Linked DNA regions of Zea mays: all the other regions are linked to region 2. Evidence: chromatin contacts called from public Hi-C data. All regions are on one chromosome and are shown on one strand. Each heading gives the region's core, a stretch centred on a gene start, on an enhancer-like site or on the middle of the called end of the contact. The rest is flanking DNA. Distances are from core to core; before and after follow the strand shown.

Region 1 (2,902 bases), core at 178-2,677, 140 kb after region 2:
AGTGAAATATGAAGTTCATGAGCTGAACTTAAAGCCAAATAATCTTGACATTAGCATTATGAGTGTGGGAGTGATTTGGTTGGGTGTGTTTTGCAAAGTTTAAACTGATAGGTCATATAGGGTATAGATTAGAGGTAATATACATGATTGGAACAAATAAAAAATAATTGATTAAAACCTATGGCTTGTAACTTAGAGTTTAATTTTAGCTCTACAACCAACCAAACCAAATATGAGCTGCTCTTTGCCTTAAAACAAATCAATTTTTGAGTTTGACTTAGAGTTTAAATCCCGTTTTACGGGCTGGTTGGTTCGACGTCCATTCACACAGAAGTCTTTTCTTCGGTTATTTGTCTGTCTGAGGTTGTTTCATGATTCAGCACCACTACTGCCCTTTAGTGGCATCTTTAGCGTCATCCTCGCACCCACCCACGGCCCACCCAAAACATTGTAGTCGTATTTTTTTTTCTTATTCTTTTATTGTAGCTCAAGCAGGCATAGCTAGCATATATATATATCGCACATGAACTGAGTACAGGATATACAAACGCGTACACATGCCTTTATTGTTCTCCACATCAACACAAACTCATACACGTCAGTACGTAGTGATCGAGTACACCATCATTCGATTTAGTTCTCTATAGTGCCGGCCGGTCTCCACACACCTAACACCGCCTACCAGCACGCAGGTTAAGGACGCGACGCTTTTACTTTGGAGAGGGAAATAAAAATAATAAAAAGCTGGCCACCGATCGAGCCCGTGTGTCCGGCGGTCGTCGTCGCCGGCGCGGCTGATCGGCCGGGGGCCTCACGCGGCGGTGACAGCGATCTTCATGCCGGCCTGGCAGTGGCCTGGGAAGCTGCAGATGAAGTAGTTGGCGCCGCGCTTCAGCGTGACGCGGTCGTTCCCGGTGGTGAGCGCCCTCACGCCCTTGGGCGCGCTGCAGGACTTGTACCCCGCCGCGCTCACGGGCACCACGTTGTGCGCCTTGGCGTTGTACCTGAACGCTGCACGACGAAGAACGCGTGCACACGCAAAACAGCAGCCATCCATGGTATGGACCTTAATTTAGGGAACGAAGCTGGAGGGGCCGTGACACTGACATGCATGAACAAAGAGCTAGTAGCACTGACCGAGCACGTCGCCGGCGCGGAACCGCTTGCCCTTGGGCCAGTTGGCGGTGTTGAAGCTCCACCCGCCGCGGTCGCCGACCGTGTACACCGCCGACTCGGCCAACTCGCCGTGGAGGAGCACGCAGAGGAGGACCAGCGCAAGCGCGGCGGCGGCGCCGCTGCCACGAGCACTGCCACTTCCCTGAGCCGCCATGGATGCTGCTCTACGGTACGATGCCGTCTCTCACGTACACAAGGGGCCGGGCTAGCACTGGCTTGGAGCGAAGTGATGAGAGTGAGCAGAGCTGTAGTGCTCAGTGCACCAAGAACCCCTTTTTATAGGCAGACCAGGCTGCCCCAGTACCCGCCTCAGGCGCCAATAATCGAACTCGTGGCTGGCGTATAGTGAGTGGTGACCATGACACGGTCAAATGGCCCAGGGCCAAACGCTTACGGCGCCGTGTGAAGTGTGAACTACGCAGAACACGCTCCTGAATACTGCTCATGTTCGGACTCCGGAGCCACTGGCGGTGTCCAGGGATGAGGGGAAGGCGGGAAGCGGACGGATGTGCACTCCGAGCTGCGACTGCGAGGAAGCAAGCCAACACATAGCCACCCACTGCCCCACTGGCCACTGACCCACAAAGGAACCAGAGGACACGAGCGGGAGCGGGTAGCCGCAGCCTCGAAACCGTCCGAGATGGGAAACGGGGAAACCCTGAAGAACGTGGACTGCAAAGTCTGCAATAAACGCAACAAAAAGGTTTTTCCACGTTCACCAGATATGCCCATCCCAGAAAGTTTATTACATGTTCTTTATGCATACTGCACATAACGTGTTAGTAGTATATCCGGTAGTCTAGATATTATGTTCACTGTGATGTGTTCACTACCGGAAACGGGCGCTTTGCCGAGTGACCGAAGCACTCGGCAAAGTCTTAAAAACACTCGGCAAAGGCTTTGACACTCGGCAAAGAAGGCTCAGCAAACAATGCATCGGCAAAGCCTTCTTTGCCGAGTACTTTTTCTCAGGCACTCGGCAATTGCCGAGTGCCAGAGAGCACTCGGCAAAGAAAAACAGCCGTTACGGCGACGGGTGACGGAGACAACGTCTTTGCCGAGTGTCTTCCCTGAAGCATTCGGCAAAGAGCCCGCCTGGGAGGGTCCCCATGTCAGGCTCTTTGCCGAGTGCTCTGTGCGGCACTCGGCAAAGCCGGCCTCTTTGCCGAGTGCCAGCGACATAACACTCGGCAAAGTCCCTAAACCGGTGCCCAGGTTTTTGCTCTTTGCCGAGTGTTATGACCCTGACACTCGGCAAAGCTCCTCTTTGCCGAGTGTTACACTCGGCAAAGTGACCAGTATATACGTTTTTTATTTGTTTTTTGTATTCCATCCACACAAACAAAAGATATCACATATATACATCACAGATATCATCACAAACATAAATAGCCAACACAAACATACAACCGTCACCACAAACATAAATATCCATCACAAACATAAGTGTTCAACACAAGTATCAAACACAAACATAAGTCTCAAACGTCGCAAGCTCTCACATAAGTATCAAACACAGACATAAGTATTATACACAAGTTCTGAAGTCTAAAACAATGAAAACACAACACTCATGGAGGTGGGCGGCTTGACCGGGGCTGCGTTGGGCTGAACCCTTCCGGAGGGTTGTTAGATGCCGCCCCAGATTGGCCCTGCACAGAGAAGAGATTGCATTTGTTATACCAGATGCATTACAAACATCTAACTACAATTTTGATACTCACAG
Region 2 (2,925 bases), core at 322-2,821:
AGAAGCACATTGAACAACTTAAAAAGTGTGCAATAAAATCAACAGACATTTAAGGCTACTCCACATCATTAGGTGAGAGTTGACCGAATGTACATCATTAGTGGGCATCGCAAGCCACAAACTTTCAGAGGAACCGTTTAGCACACGCCATCCTTGTATTACTCATCTGAGGACATTCTACCTAAACCAGAAGTGGTTAGGTCAGGACAAACCCTACAGGACTACAATTTGCCATTCCCACTGACCATGCTGAACAGCGGTTGACTGACCTCCTAGCAAATCAAATCAGCTGTGGTCCAAACATGTGAATTACAATTCACCTACCGGTGTAACCGGCCACAAAGTCTCAGGCCACAGCAATGACTTGTGTGAACATTGAGAGGCTGGACAGTTTGACCAGACAAGTAGCTAGCTAGGGCCTCGAGGGGGAAAAAGAAGGACGCTATGGTGCAGAAATTCAGCACAAAGGCTCAATTAAAATTTCTAAAAAGCATGCGCCATTTCAACAGTCACTTGATGCATCAACAGATGAATTCATCAATAAATGAATTCATAAACCTTAATGGGGTTCCGCTATCGTTAACTACCGTTACCGACTATCGAGCACTGGCTACCTGCCCACTACCAGCATTCAGGAAACCATAGAATATAGCAGAAGCTTCGTACCACGTAAACAAGGCAGAAAAAGAAATTGTGTGATAACGTGTGCCTCACTTTTAAAGGCGTAGAGTGCAATTGGTGGAGACGATTTGTACGAGTATACGACTACCGGTACTCTACATTTTCATGGAGAGTTGGAGACTGATATTTCATAACAAACCGAAACAAGTTAAACTCTGTTAATTCTCCGCTATATGATTTACGTTTTCTGCAAGTGCGTGGAGATCTCATAATTTTATCAGCATCTTCTGCATCTGACGCAAAGCCTCACTACGGAAGCAAACTTACCCAATCTTGAGACGGTTGTCCGGAACGCCGGTGGCGTATCCCTTGAAGTAGAAGAACCTCGCGACGATGTAGATGCCGCCCAGACCGGCGGCGATGGTCGGGTGCTGCAGACCGCCCAGCAGCAGTATGACGAAGAAAACGGGCATCCACTCTAGAGAGTTCTGGTGCCCCCTCTGCAGTCAACCACAAGAACCAGCGGAAATTTAGATGCCTCCCAAAGTCCCAACCCCTCACAAGAGCAATTAATTAATCACGGGGGAGGGGAGAGGATGTCAGAATCTTGGGCGCACCTGCACGCAGTTGAAGAGCTTGGCGTCCTTGTTCTCCGACTCGATGGCGTACATGGTGGGGTAGAACACCTTGTACCTAAAGAAGAATCACCGCGGAAACCATCATATTATTATGTCCGTTGATGAAATAAGTTGGGCGGAGACAAACGAAGACAACAATGGCGACGAGCGATTCAGATTTCGGAGAGCTTACTTTCTGCGGGCCTTGCCGACCTGGAAGCCCATCCAAAGGTTGAGGAAGACATAGGCCACCAGCACCAGCACGACGTAGCCGTACTCCTTGGTGAGCTCGATCGACACCGCCATGGCTGGAAATGGAGAACGGGAGTTCGTGGATGGAAGGCTGCAGGCTATGGTCTGGACTCTGGAGTCACAGTGGACAGGCACATCTTTTATAGGGGAGGCGTCTAGAAGGTTCCAGAACTTAAACTGCCCTCCGGCCCAAGAAAGCTTTGACCCAGCTGGGCCGTTTTACTTTACTCCGGTGACAGGACCTAGACTGTGTTGGATTATTCCGCTGTCACATGTGAGGGAAAGAACCATTCTCTTGAAAAAAAGAGAGATGACTCAACGAATTGCTACATAGAGTAGAGATGGCAATGATTACCCGCTATCCGAAATCCAGTGAGTTTTACTCTATTAGGACTAGAGATGGTAATGGGTACCCGCGACCCGATACCCGATGGGTATTTACTCCATTAGGATATGTATGTGGGCTAAATATTCTACCTGTGGGTCTGTTATTGGGCAAAAATCTTCACCCAATGGGTAAACGGGTATTAGAACGTTCCGCCTTCACCCATACCCGTTAACCCGTGGGTATAAAATACCCAATATAAACTTAGCCCAAGCATGAACTTAGACTTTAGTCATCCATCCTTTTTACTATTTCTTTTTCTGCCTTGTTTACGTGAGCATGGGTTCCCAGACTAAAATACCCAATAAAAATGAACTAATTTCTCTTCGAAAAATGAAAATCTCTTAAGAAAATGGGTTCCCAGACTAGTCCTTAGAGTATGGGTTTTAGTTAATTTCTCTACACATAAGTAAATTAATGGGTTCAAATAAAAACCCAGCGGGTACGTGAGCATGGGTCTTCTATTACTCATACCCGCAAACCCATAGGTTTTTAAAACCCATCTTAAAATCAATATATCTTATAATATTATTAATTGAATATGTTCTAATTAAAATAAACTAAATATAACAAATTTTAAGCTAAAATTAGTTATCACTTGTTCCTTTTATTTTGCCTTATTAATACATTGACTATCATTTATACAATAAATAATTTTTTGTGTTGATGTTAGTAGATACCCAAAACCCACATGGGCATGGGTTTAGACAAATTTTATACCCATTATAGGTATGAGTTTTTTAGTAAGCATATTTTTTCTTTGCAGGTATAAATTTAGACAAGTAATACCTAGCAGGTTTTTACCCATTGTCGTCTCCGCTAGAGTGATCTAAAATTTGGTAAAGTCAACGTTGAAGATTCATTAGCTATATGCGTGGTGCCAGTCTGCTGATCCTTAAAATGTTGACATTGTCAATAGAAAAAAGTTTGGAGAAACAAATACTACCTCCATTTACAAATATATGACACCGTTGATTTTTTTTCGAAAACTTTGACCACTCATCTTATTCAAAATATTCATTTTAAAATATTTATTCAAAATGTAAAATT
Region 3 (2,893 bases), core at 88-2,587, 180 kb after region 2:
GCGCTCACCGCGCTCACGTCTCTGACGTACCGTACGTACTGGAACCGATCAATCATCCCTGGCAAAACGTTAATTCACCAACAAGTCGCATTCGACGTTAATTATGTTGCTTCGTTTTTTCTTCCGTGGAAGGTGACTAGAAGCAGTCTTTTTCGCTGTTCTCTTATCAATACTCGATGGATGTTTTGGTGCAGCTGAGGCCGGCACGTCGTTATTATCCGGATATCTAATGCAATTTTTCAATGTTCGTTTGTGTCTGCAATTTTTTTTGACGGTTACCGGGCGAGAGCCTCTCCAAATGAACGGTAGAAAACCGTGAGAACGATATAAATCGAAATCAGGACCGGCCAGCTCGTAACCGCCGTCGAGCATATACCACTGAGCTACGGTCAGGGACGGAGCTAGGTAGCCATGGGCGGGCAGGATGTAGAAGGGGCTCCTGCTATAGCGGTTTAGTTGCTCCTCTTAACATTTAGGTGTGTGTGCGCCTGGACAATTTGCTGTGGACACTCTATCTGAATGCAACGAAGCCTAGTTCTTCGTTTTTGAAGAGAAGAAATCAGATCTAGAGTGATCGGCGGCACTCGGAAATGACAAAAGAAAATGTCAGCCGTAGAAAAGGGGAAGGCGCGTTTGACACAGTAAAAGCGGGCCTCCGGTCGCGACCTGGACGACGAAACCACACGTCACTCTCTATCATGAGACAGCGTCGATACCGACACGACGAGCCACTGCCTTGTAGACCAGGCCGTACGAAATGGAGGTGGTTATATACGGACGCACGCTCTCACAGAGTCACAGTCCCGCAACGTTTTCTAGATTAGTTGGCGCGACTGTTTCCTCCCCGTTCCCGGCCCGGCTCACCGTGCCGCAAGTTTCCAGCCGCAGTCGCTGCACCGTCGTTTTCGACTTCGACCACCCTGCTTGCCCAGCCAGGCAAAACGAATCGAAGACAAAGAAAACCGGCGCCACTCGCCGACGTGGCGATCTGCACCCGCCGACTACCGGTCCGGAGATCCCAGCAGCGAGCCGAGGACAGACAACCCCGGTCGGGCGGCCAAAACCCGCGTGCCGCGCGGCCGAAAAACGTGAGCGCGTCCGCTCAGACGTTTAAAAGCCCGCTCGCTTCGCCACAAAGCAAACCCACCACCACAAGGAAGGGAAGCGTATCAGTATCACCAGTTCACCATCCTCGGATCCTTCGCCTTAATCGCCCGCGTCAGCCATCTCACGTACCGGTCCTCCAGTTTCCTCCCATCTTTCACACACACCACGCCACGACCCGGCCCCGGGGTATAAAAGCACCAGGGCGAAGCCGCGCAACGACTCGATCGGCAGCAGCCAGGGCTCGCCTCGGGGGACCGCGTGTTGCTAGCGAGCTCGGTGCTGCCGGCTGCCGCCCCAGTGCGAGGCGATGGGGAGGAGGCTGGACGTGCTGCTGGGGCGGACGACGAAGCAGACGGCGCGGCTCAAGTCGCTGCTGGGGCTGGCGGCGACGCGCCTCGGCGTGGTGCGGGGCCACCGCCAGGTGCGGTGCGGGCAGGCGCGCGGGGACGTGGAGCAGCTTCTCCGCCTCGGCCACGCGGACCGCGCGCTGGCCCGCGCCGAGCACGTCGTGCGGGAGCAGAACGCGCTCGACGTCCTCGCCGAGCTCGAGGCCTGCTGCAACCTCATCGCCGAGCGGGCCGCGCTCGTCGACGACGCGCACAGGGGGGAGTGCCCCGAGGAGCTGCGGGAGGCGGCGGCGGGGCTGGTATACGCCGCCGCCAGGTGCGGGGACCTTCCGGAGCTGCAAGAGGTCCGGGCCATCCTCGCCGCCAAGTTCGGCAGGGAGTTCGTCTCCGCCGCGTCCAACCTCCGCAGCGGGTGCGGGGTCAACCCCAAGGTGAGGCCCGGCGGCGACCCGCGTACTCTGGCTGGCTGGCCGACTGACTTCTCAACCTTGGATTCTCGACTAAACTTGGATTCTCGACAGATCGTGCAGAAGCTGTCGACCAAGCAGCCGAGCCTGGAGAGCCGACAGCTGGTGCTACAGGAGATCGCCGCCGACAAAGGGATCGCCGTGCGCATCTACGAGCCGCCTCCTCCCTACGAGGACTCGGGGAGCTCCAACCACAGCCACAGGAAGACGGAGCACGATGGCGAGAGGATCAGTAGGACGCCACCAGTTGATGGCCGGGACGAAGACATCTCCGGCCACTCGGCGCAGAGGTACAAGGACGTGGAAGCGGCAGCTCAGGCCGCGTTCGAGTCGGCCGCCTCGGCAGCCGCCGCCGCGAAGGCGGCCATGGAGCTCTCGCGTGGGGAGCCCAGGGGGCCCGGTGACAGGAGGAGGGCAGGGAGGACGCAAATGGATGATCCTGAGATCGAGAAACAAGATGAGGTGCTTCATGGAAACAAACCCGAGAAGATTGGGCATGGCCGGAATTACAGTTCAGATGTTGAGATCACGCCGGAGGACGACGAGGCAAACCACGGCAACGTTGCAGTGGACGAACCGAAACAGCGGGAGCCTGCCAGGGGAAAGCCGGCATCGGTCAGAACAAAGTGGGGATTTTAGCGGCATCCAGATCGCAACGGAGGAGATGGTTTCTTCGTCTTGTCAATATATTGGCATGGAAGTTGTTTTTTTTCACTGTAGTAGTATGTAATTAACGACGGTTACCAAAAAAACACATGAGCGATTTGATTTATTGCCAACAGTTTGCACACTAGTACACTATGCCTGTACTAATGCTATGTTCTGTTAATGTGTAGCGTTAATTGTAGTACATGTTCTTTGGAGGAAAAATATTGATGTTGCAATTCAAATGATCTGCTTGGAAAGGATGAGATTGTTTTTTTATTATATAAGGAAGTAGATTATATATTATGAGGCAGGACAATACAATAA

What was found. A called contact is a pair of places that touch in the nucleus more often than the background predicts.
Region 1: a contact with region 2 is called in a Hi-C map of endosperm, with 2.6 times the contacts expected there. The contact joins the promoter of LOC100284336 here to the promoter of LOC100216831 in region 2. A contact is called at or near these places in 4 of 25 Hi-C or Micro-C datasets (ear, endosperm, leaf and 1 more).
Region 3: a Hi-C map of tassel shows a contact between it and region 2, with 2.5 times the contacts expected there. The contact joins the promoter of LOC100277671 here to the promoter of LOC100216831 in region 2. A contact is called at or near these places in 2 of 25 Hi-C or Micro-C datasets (endosperm and tassel).

What each region holds. Positions count from the first base shown.
Region 1 is chr1:273,734,945-273,737,846 of Zm-B73-REFERENCE-NAM-5.0, forward strand. It overlaps LOC100284336 (chemocyanin), which reads right to left and starts at 1,428. Exons shown (of 2, transcript NM_001279734.2): 1 at 1,138-1,428; 2 at 470-1,011. The coding sequence starts at 1,330. The coding sequence ends at 812.
Region 2 is chr1:273,594,180-273,597,104 of Zm-B73-REFERENCE-NAM-5.0, forward strand. It overlaps LOC100216831, which reads right to left and starts at 1,572. Exons shown (of 3, transcript NM_001143225.1): 1 at 1,432-1,572; 2 at 1,239-1,314; 3 at 1-1,121. The coding sequence starts at 1,544. The coding sequence ends at 945.
Region 3 is chr1:273,771,156-273,774,048 of Zm-B73-REFERENCE-NAM-5.0, forward strand. It overlaps LOC100277671 (Regulator of Vps4 activity in the MVB pathway protein), which reads left to right and starts at 1,338. Exons shown (of 2, transcript NM_001151178.2): 1 at 1,338-1,885; 2 at 1,976-2,837. The coding sequence starts at 1,415. The coding sequence ends at 2,560.